Regions from separate parts of the Cricetulus griseus genome. Here region 1 is linked to region 2. Evidence: chromatin contacts called from public Micro-C data. All regions are on one chromosome and are shown on one strand. Each heading gives the region's core, a stretch centred on a gene start, on an enhancer-like site or on the middle of the called end of the contact. The rest is flanking DNA. Distances are from core to core; before and after follow the strand shown. Region 1 has its middle 53 kb from the start of Rdx. Region 2 holds the start of CUNH11orf53.

What was found. Hi-C and Micro-C count contacts between places; a contact is called where the count stands out from the background.
Region 1: a Micro-C map of the CHO-K1 cell line shows a contact between it and region 2, with 4 times the contacts expected there. The contact joins the enhancer-like site here to the promoter of CUNH11orf53 in region 2. A contact is called at or near these places in 2 of 8 Hi-C or Micro-C datasets (both in the CHO-K1 cell line).

Annotation. Positions count from the first base shown.
Region 1 is chr4:163,792,904-163,797,615 of CriGri-PICRH-1.0, forward strand. No RefSeq gene overlaps it. Among named protein-coding and RNA genes, the nearest start is that of Rdx, 53 kb to the left of the region's middle. Within about 2 kb of position 1,363, at least 1 of the 6 cell types and tissues checked has open chromatin away from gene starts, as enhancers often do. A contact at or near this core is called in the CHO-K1 cell line, where this site is marked.
Region 2 is chr4:163,081,484-163,086,101 of CriGri-PICRH-1.0, forward strand. CUNH11orf53 reads right to left here and starts at 2,269. Exons shown (of 7, transcript XM_027412318.2): 1 at 2,103-2,269; 2 at 1,206-1,298. The coding sequence starts at 2,269.

The DNA of each region.
Region 1 (4,712 bases), core at 113-2,612, 710 kb after region 2:
ATCATATTTTATCCATTTATCGTCAGTTGGAATTTGGGTTGTTTCCTCGTTTTTTACTATCATACCATTCCCACATTTTTACTAATGGTGCTGTGAACTTTGGTAAGAAAATATGTCAGACCCCTTAAATGGATTTGCTGGATCAGGTGGTAATCCTTTGGCGAGTTTTTTGAGAAACTGTTATATTATCTTCCATGGCAGCTGCACCATTGTATTCCCACTGGGATGCAAATGGCTTCCTTGTTTTTCCATCTTTGCTAACAAGTGTTGTTTTCTGGATAGCTCCTTTTACTTGTCTGGACAATGTAGTAATAACTCATTGTGGTTCTGATTTACATTTCCTTGAACTTTATAAATGAGAAAACATGTTGACCATCATGTGCCTATGGCCATTTGTGTATCTTCTTTGAGGCATATTCATTTGAATTTGCCCATTTTGATTTATTTTTGGTTGAATTCAGTTTTTAAAAGAGAGTTCTTTATATTCAATGCTGAAGCTATCCTTTATCTCAAGATTCAATTTTTGGTTTTTCTGAGATATGGTCTACATAGCCTTGACTGTCCTGGTACTCACTTATGTAGACCAGGCTGGCCTTAAACTCCCAAAGGTCTGCCTGCTTCTATCTCCCAAGTGCTAGGATGAATCATTACATTCAGTGAGTTAAATTTTTTTTATTTTTTATTTATTTTTGGTTTTTCAAGACAGGGTTTCTCTGTGTAGCTTTGGAGCCTATCCTGGCACTCGCTCTGGAGACCAGGCTAGCCTCGAACTCACAGAGATCCACCTGCCTCTGCCTACCTAGTGCTGCGATTAAAGGTGTGCGCCACCAATGCCCGGCTAAGAGTTAGAATTTTAATCCTGTAGATTTTGATGAAGTTTGGTGTATTTTTTTGTTGCCATTACTTACGGCTTTTTGGTTTCCTTTTAAAAAAACAAAACAACTATGCTTTTACTAATTTTAAGATCTTGATGTGTTTCCCAGGCTGACTTCCAACCTCTCTGCATTAACTAGCCTGCCTTAATCTCCTAGACAGTTTATGCTATATACATATGCTACCACCATGCCTCGTGGTTGGTTTTTGTGTGTGTTTTGGATTTTTTTTTTCTTGTTTTTAAGGAACAAAGTTTTGTAATGTTTGTTTAAGACAGGTTCTCACTCTCTTGAGCTTGTTGCCAGTCCTGCTTCAGTGCTGTAATCATAAGGGCTGGGGTTACAGGCCGCTGTGCCTGACTTAGGGAAAGTAGGCTTTGCTGAAGACATTGTTAAAAAGAAAGGCAAGATGGAAGAGTGCCATTTTCAGTGGTTAGTCTGTAGACAGGAAAAAGTACATGGAAAATGTGAGTCACCGTGCACTGACTATAGGATGCAGTGCTTAAGAATGTTGCCAGAAGAATGTGCAAGCTGGAATACATTGGTTTGATTCAAGGACAACTGGTGGCTTTGATAATTCATGTTGCAATGTTACACGTAACAAAAAAGTACAGAGATTAAAGAAAGCCTAGAGTTGTGTCCTGTAGCTAGCCTGCAGCAAGGCTGTGGCCCTGTGGAGGAGAGGCATACCTGGGTGTAGCCTGTTCTCAGCCTTGCTGAATGTAGCAATACTCTTTTCCTTCTGCTTATTTTCAAAATGACCTGTTTGGGGACTTTTAGGACCCTTTCTGTGATCTTTTGTGGGAAGGTTTCTGGTGAACTAGAATTGAAGATTCTGGTTCTAATTCCAAGTCTCACGCTGTGCTGTATTGTAATTCAGATTACTGAGTTCATAGTTTTGAATCATTGCCTGTGTCAAAGTTTTTGTTTCTAGAATCTGATATGGATAACTGACTTCAGATGTATTTTAAAAACTTACTGGCTAACGTTGGCTAATATCCATGTACTTTTTAATTCTTGCTTATAATTGAAAAGCTGTTACCTCAGTGTGGTGCATACAGCAGTAATTCTGTGCTCTCAGATGACCCTAATGACGTTGACTGGAAGATATCTATCAAACAGGTTTGTAGGGACTAGAAAGCCAGCTTCTTGAGGTCGTTGTGAAGGGTCATAGTCATCAAGATGTGACCCAGTGGTGATTATCTCAGAGCACACGGCTACAGTTTCTTACTGGCTGCAGCATCTTTGGGCAATCCATTCTGGAAATTTCTATAAGCACAAGAGATAAATGTGCAACTCTGTAAGACACAGGAAGATTGAGAAGGCAGCATGTGACACAGGAAAGTCATGACGAGAAGTAGGTTGGATGTGCAGTTTGGGCCCTGATGGAATCCAGGTTTGGAGGCAGTGCAAGAAGAGAAAGTGGGCTTAGGCCAGAGCCTTGGAGAGCACCAGCAGCACTGCCAAGCTGGAGACCGTTGGGAAGGGAAGAGACAAACCCTGCACAGGGGGCTAACTCCCCTGAAGCTCCAGTGCCATCTGTCATGACACTTGTGACATGACATCCCACCAGCATGGGAGACAGTCACTGGGAAAAAAAGCATTAGTTTAGATGACTGCACAGTGTCTTCTGGAAGGTGTTTCTCACAAACCTCCATGCCAGTGGTTCTCAACCTATGGGTTGCAACCCGTTTTGAGGGGTTGAACGATGCTTTCACAGGAGTCTCATATCAGATATCCTGTGTATCACATATTTACATTACAATTTATAACAGTAGTAAAGTTACAGTTATGAAATACTAACAAAATAATTTATAGTTGGGGGACACCACAACATGAGAAACTGTATTAAAGGGTCGCAGCATTAGGAAGGTTGAGAACCACTGCTCCATGTGATTCTTAAGCCTCAAAGAACTGAGGAGTACTCTTCTAGTGGAGTCCTCAGCCATCCCCAAGGGCCTAAAGCTGACACTAAAGCATGATTTTCACCTGGCACTCTTGCCCAAAACCACAAGCTTCTCTCTAGTAAAGTGGTGATTACCCTTTGGAGCAAATATGTTCCATGCAACACTTAAATGATTCAGTTGCTTCACTTAATCTGTTGTGGTAACACTTCAAGGCCCTGAATATTCATAGATGAGTTAAAACAACGTAGTCAGAGGAAGAGCAGAAGAGTTGAGATGAGATTCATCCAGTCTGCACTGCTGTCAGCTAGACTACAGATGCTCCCTCTGCCCTGAGGCCAAGCACCACTTTGGTAGATGTGGAGAGCTGGTCTCCATGATGGTTTGCAGAGGCATCAGAGTATGTGACACTTCTCAGTAGTCTCCATTGCTGGAGCCAACAGCATCAGTTATGTGAGCAGGGGTTGAATTTGGGCACAGAAGTTGCCCCCCACCAAAAGTGAGTAAAGGGCAGTGCTGAGTAGTGGGGGGCTATCTTGGGTCATGGTTAGTAAAGCTAGAACTGTGTATGGCCTGTTTGCAGAAGGCCTCAAGATAGATCTATAGATCTAGAGATCTCTCTGGTGGGGGAGAGAACAACAGTGAATTCATTCAAATATTTTAGTGTTGAGAAGCTCCCAGGCACTATATACTAGCCATTCAGGACACCATGTGACATAAGCCCTTGCCCTGTAGGAAAAGCAAAAGACATCCGTAACCAAAATTAAATCAGGGTGCAGAAGGTCATGAGTATCCCCATGAAGAGGTGGTGCATAAATTGTCACTTGAAGGAAGAGAAACCCTGCTCCATTTCCTTCCCTTGAATCAGGAGGGTGGGTGCACCGGGCCTAGCCAGAACTCTTGTCTGTCCAGGGCTTTCATGTTCTGTCTCTGGGGCACACATGGTTCCTCAGACACAGGAGCCCAGCATGGCTGTACCTTTTGGTCTCCCAAGATGAATCAAAGGTTTCCAGAAACAGCATTTGAGAGGCTAGGTTCAGAGGGAAGGATGCCCTTGAGCAGTGAGGTCATACATAACTCAAGACAGGCTAATCATCTCAGACAATCTAACTGTATGTCTGGAGGAGAAGAATGCTAAATATTCTCAGAACTGGGTGTGATTATTTCAACAAAATAATTAGTAGATGGAAGGTAAAACAATTTTGTGTGAAAGCTGTCCCTTATTTCACAAGTTTTGGAAAAGCTTATCAAGCCAGCAAGATACACCTGCCTGCCTAAAGGAACCCATTGGAGCGCAGTTTCTAGTCTTTGCCAAAAGTGTTCCAGGAAGAGGGAATAGCACACGGAAGACCTTTAGGGAAGAAAGGGCTGGACTGGCTTCAGGAAAAGAAGGGAAGGGTTATGACTGATGGCTGAAGTCAGAGGACAGTGTTATATGAAGTTGGAAAGGGGCCAGACCACATCTTTCCCAGTTCATGGGCTTTAGGCCATATATCCACTGAGCAGTTTTGCCTTGAAGACCGCATTATTCCCAGAGCTAGGCCTGCATTGTTCCAGTAGAAGTTTGAGGGATAGAAGATGAAGGTACACTGGGTCAGACATACAAGTGGTGTTGGTCCAGTACTTAATGAGCCATGTACAGGGATGAAGGGGCACCTCTGCCTGATCCACAGCAGTATGTCAGGAAGGCTACAGGTTACCTTGAAATTGGTGAGCTATTTTACTTAGTGCAGTAGTTTGTCCAAAGACAACCATCATGGAAGTCTGTATTTGGACTTAGATTTGCATTGAAGTTGGAACTATATATGTCCCCATCTGTATCCTGTATACCTGCCATGACCATTCTATATATATTAAAGTGACAAGGCATACTTGAATGCTCTTGTAGGCCTGTCTTGTCTGCATACTCCCAAGAAAACCAAGCTGTAACATTAAA
Region 2 (4,618 bases), core at 1,019-3,518:
CCTCTCTGATCCACAGCTTGAGAGGGGCTTTGTTGTAAGCACTGTAACCCAGGTCTTCTTTGTTATGGCACCTTAACCTTTCCCAGCGGCACAAACAGGTAGATGATCCTTCAGCATAGACACAGTAGAGCTCATTTGTTCCTTCATCTCTAGGGGCCCAGTCAGCTGTGTATAACAAGTAAATGAAGACCTAGTGGCCATGATAGCCTGAGTAAGTTTAGGGAGCTCTTCAGCTGTCTGAGCTGTTTGTTACTGAGAGAGAGAGACAGACAGAGAGAGAGAGAGAGAGAGAGAGAGAGAGAGAGAGAGAGAGAGAGAGTCTGGTAGCTGTGTGGCAGAGACCTGTCATGGAACTAAGAGAGTCCTAGCATGAGAGATAAGGCCCCTGGGAGAAGCTAAGCTTCCAGTTCACTTGGAAGAGCAGGTGAAGAAGTCACACTCTACTCAAGGCTAGTGTGACCTTGAAAGAGAAATGCAAAGCTGAGTAAAAGAAACAGTGTGTCTTGTGTCTTCTGGGTGTCTTCCGGGCAGTGGGGAAATGAACAAGAAGGAGAGAGAGTAAAGTGTCACATCACCCCAGATAAGAGCAAGAATTAAGCCTTTCTCTGCCTTTGCCTACAAACTGGGCTTCCTGGGGCCTAGGACATCCGCAGAACAGATGTAACAAAGCTCAGGGACAAATAGAACCGTCTGAAGATTCATTCATGGAAAACTATGGAGTGCTGGCTCCTGTACCTTTAGGTTTCTAGGCCAAGTGGGCCTTCTCAGGCAGCTTTTTGTTTTTTGGGCCTTGGACACTAGTACAAATCCATCCTAAACTGTCCCAGATAGGCTTTACCAGTTAACAGCTTCATCAGTACCTGACACCAAGCCAGGAATATTACTTAGAGTTCCAGAAACTGGATTATTTCCCTGTATTCAATTCCCTCAGACTGCATCTGCCAGCTCTCCTTCTTTAATACAACGCTTCCTGCTCACATGCCTGACCCAGATCACCATTCTTCGGGAGGCCTTGGGATCCATTGACACACCTTCCAACCTTCCTGAAGGGATGCTTAGAGTTCCAGCCCTCACTTATGCTAGCTCTGGCCCCCTCAGGCTGCTCCTTAAAAATGTGTCTGCCAGCGCTTGAAAGCACAGGAAGCTGGGCCCTTCCTTCCCTAGAACATTCTGTGTTTTTGCATAAGCTCTGTGGAAAGCTGTACCTGGAGAGAATGAACTTTATCTGGCTTGTCTTGGAGCCCTGCTCCAGTTTGTCCCTTGCCTGCTCTGTGTCGCCAGTCTCTGGGATGACTTTCCTGTAGGTGTTAAATAGGGTCCACAGATGTTCAGGATGGTTCTAAGCTTCAAGGGATATTTGGGGAAATATTACAGCAGAGAATAAATATCAGGGTGTGGGGTTTAGATAGCCTGAATTCTTTCTATCCATCATCTCTCTCTCTACCTATCTTGCTTTTGTGCCTAACATCTTGGGCAAAATTACAGTCCTTCAACAGGCTGGCATTTTTCATAGGCAGCATCTAGTGATATGCAGCTATCAGCCACAGGGAATGAAAAAAGAAATCCCTGGGCAGTGGGTAGGCTTTGGTTTTTGTTCCCTTTTCCTGCCGGGGAAGATCTGTTTCCCCTGCCTGATTCACCCCGGGATGTACTTCCAGATATAGCCACGTGGTGGCGCATCAACTCTATACGTAACTCACTGGAGGACTTGTCTGAGATCTGGGTTAGCACCAAGAGCTTTTGGGTAACTGGAGAATGAGGGTGTGGACTCTTTTCTTCCTTCAAATTCAGAAAATCAGCCTGAATGGTCCTTCATGAGTGGCTGCAGAAAAGGCGGCCATTTTCGCAAGGTCCTCAGCCAAGTCCTTTAATCCGTTTCCCACCTTTTCCTCTACTGTAAGATGGGAGAAAATTGGTGACCAGACGGCTGTTGAGCTGCAATAATACAACTAGCCTTTTTTTTTTTTTTGTAGCTCACTCCAAGTTGCAAAGTAGATTGAACCAAGCATACTCCAGCACCCGAGAGGCTCTGCCTTATCTTGGTGACCCTCACAAGAGAACATCCAGCCTTTTCTCCAAGAAGGAACTCTGGCATGCTGTACCTTCTTGCTTTCGGGTCAGGGACGTCCCTGCATTTGACAAGCAATCTGTCATGAGAATGGCAGCCTGTTCTCTGGGGTTGAACTTCTTCCAACTGACTGTATCCCCAGAGGCAGAAGCTCGGCATGATAACACTCAAGGCTGGTGGCTCCAGTTCCTCAGCTCCCATCGTTCATCCTGCTCTTGGCCCTTCCTCTGCCTGTAACCATTGTGCATCTAACTGGCAGTTTGTTTTGTTGTTGTTTTGTTTTGTTTTGTTTTCTTAAGTTAAAAAAGGGACTCCTGCTTTGTTACATACACAATCTTTGAGATCAGTTGGTTTGAAAGGATCCAATGGCTTCCTCTGACTCGGCACTGTACTTGGAGGTTTTGTATGTGGTGAGATATTGCTCAGGAATGCATCTGCACTTACAGCCATCTAAAGGGAGGGCCTGGCTTGTCTCTGTGTGTCTCTGCGTCTTATAGCAGTGACGACAAATTCATCACTTCTCAGAGTGAGTATTAAGGCTGTAGAAGTGAGAAGAGAACTACAGACTGCTGAATTCAAGAGTCTTCTATTGTGCATCACATCAGAACATGACCTTCATGTCACCTCAGTGGTCCACTTTGACCCCACACGGGGGCTGACCTGTACTCTCCTGAGAGTAAATGTTGATGGGGGGAGTGCTTCTGTGTATGTTCATCTTATTGATTATTGAATAAAGTGCTTGTTTGGCCAATGAGGCAGCAAGTTAGACGGGACTAGGAGTCAAAGAGGATTCTGGGAAATGTAGTAGAGAAATGGTGATCCACCCAGGAAGTGACATAGCAAGGAGACTCATATTTAAGCAAGGAGAAACAGAAGTGTCCTTTTCCCCCTGGCCTCCTCCAGCAGCAGGATGTGAGCCACTGGCAAGAGAGGGCACCATCGAAAGGCATCCTCTATAAGATAAGTCTTATAAAATATATAGATTTATGATAATTAAGACTGAGCTAACAGATGAGAAATCCTAGTCATTGGCCAAGCAGCATTTGAACCTAATACAAGTTTCTGTGTATTAATTTGGGCCCTAACTTGGGCAGGTGGCTGGCGTAAAGCACACACGTGGAGGTGGGGCTCGACGGCTTTTGGCGGAAAGATTTATCGTAACAAGCTGTCTTCCCTTTTTAGATTTGTTCTTTGGGGACCTCAGGTTGTCCTTCCTTTAGTGACTTGCTGACTCACTGTGGTGTGCACAATGGCTAGGGAGTAAGAGGAACAGTCCTCCATGGGCTCAGGAATTCTGCTTATGCTCCCACCCCCATTGGCCTGGGAGGATTCTGAAGCCTTGGAAATAATGTTTCTTGCCACTAAATGGCTGTGAGCTTTCTTCAGCTGGGGCAATAGTCCTTCCTTAGTGACATACAAGGGAATTGGGCTATTGAGGTAGAAATGAGGTGAGGGGAAGCACACTTTTTAATCCCAGCACTTGGTGGCAGAGGCAGGAAGATCTCTGTGGGATTGAAAACATCCTGGTCTACATAATGAGTTCCATCCAGGGCTACATAGTGAGTCCTTGTCTAAAGAATAAAGAAAGACAATAAATTCTGTAAAAGACAAATGTGCACTTACTCATTTCTGATCAGTAAACTTGCACTTTGAGTTTGGTGGTGAAAATGTTTGATTCTTTAGTTTATTTTTAAGTGTTAGCATCTTTCTGCCGAAGCTTGCTGAAGAACGTTGTTGGGTGGTTTCTATCCTAATATCTCACCGTGGACACCAGGGGCCCTGAAAATGATCCACAGCAGCTGTCTCCCATTTTAACAGGAGTTGCCTGGACTTGGAGGCCCCTGAGCACCCCCCCCCCATTATAAGAAAATGGCAGGTGCCCCATCCCTTTCCCCAACTTGCATCACTCCCCATGTCTAGAAAAGAAAACTAGAAGGGTTCAGCTATGTGTCCATTAAAACTTACTGTGTTAGAACCTGAGAGCCAATGTGGTGGAATTGGGGCCAGGGAGCTGGGGGGGGATGATTCTGTCCAGTTAGCTCCTTCACAAGGATGGAATCTGTGCCCTCATTAGTTGGCTTGAGCTCAAGGGAACTAGGAGGTCCCATTGTGTCCTTCAGTCTTCTGGCATCTAAGAGCAATGTTTACTCCTCTTGTCAATGAGGCAGCAAGACAATAAGGGACACATGTCCCTCAGTAGACACCAGAAACTGGTGCTTGAACTTGGATTATCCAGTCTCCAGGACAATATGGAATCAATTTCTATTTTTAATAAGCTGTCCAGAGTGAGGTATTTTGGTATAGCAATGCACAGAGATGAAACTGGGAGTGAAAAGAGGAGACTGGTGAAAGAAGCATTGTATGTGGTACTTCTGCTTCCTCTGAGCATGGGGCACACCACGTGCGGGTGGAGGGGGTGGGTGCTCCAAGAAAATACAGATCGTGTTTTAGTCTCTAGAAGATTACTTGCCCATCTACTTTTCACTTAATTGAGGAGGGAGGAGGCAATTTGGGAGATGGTGAGGCTAGAAGAGGGTGTGGCCAAGACAA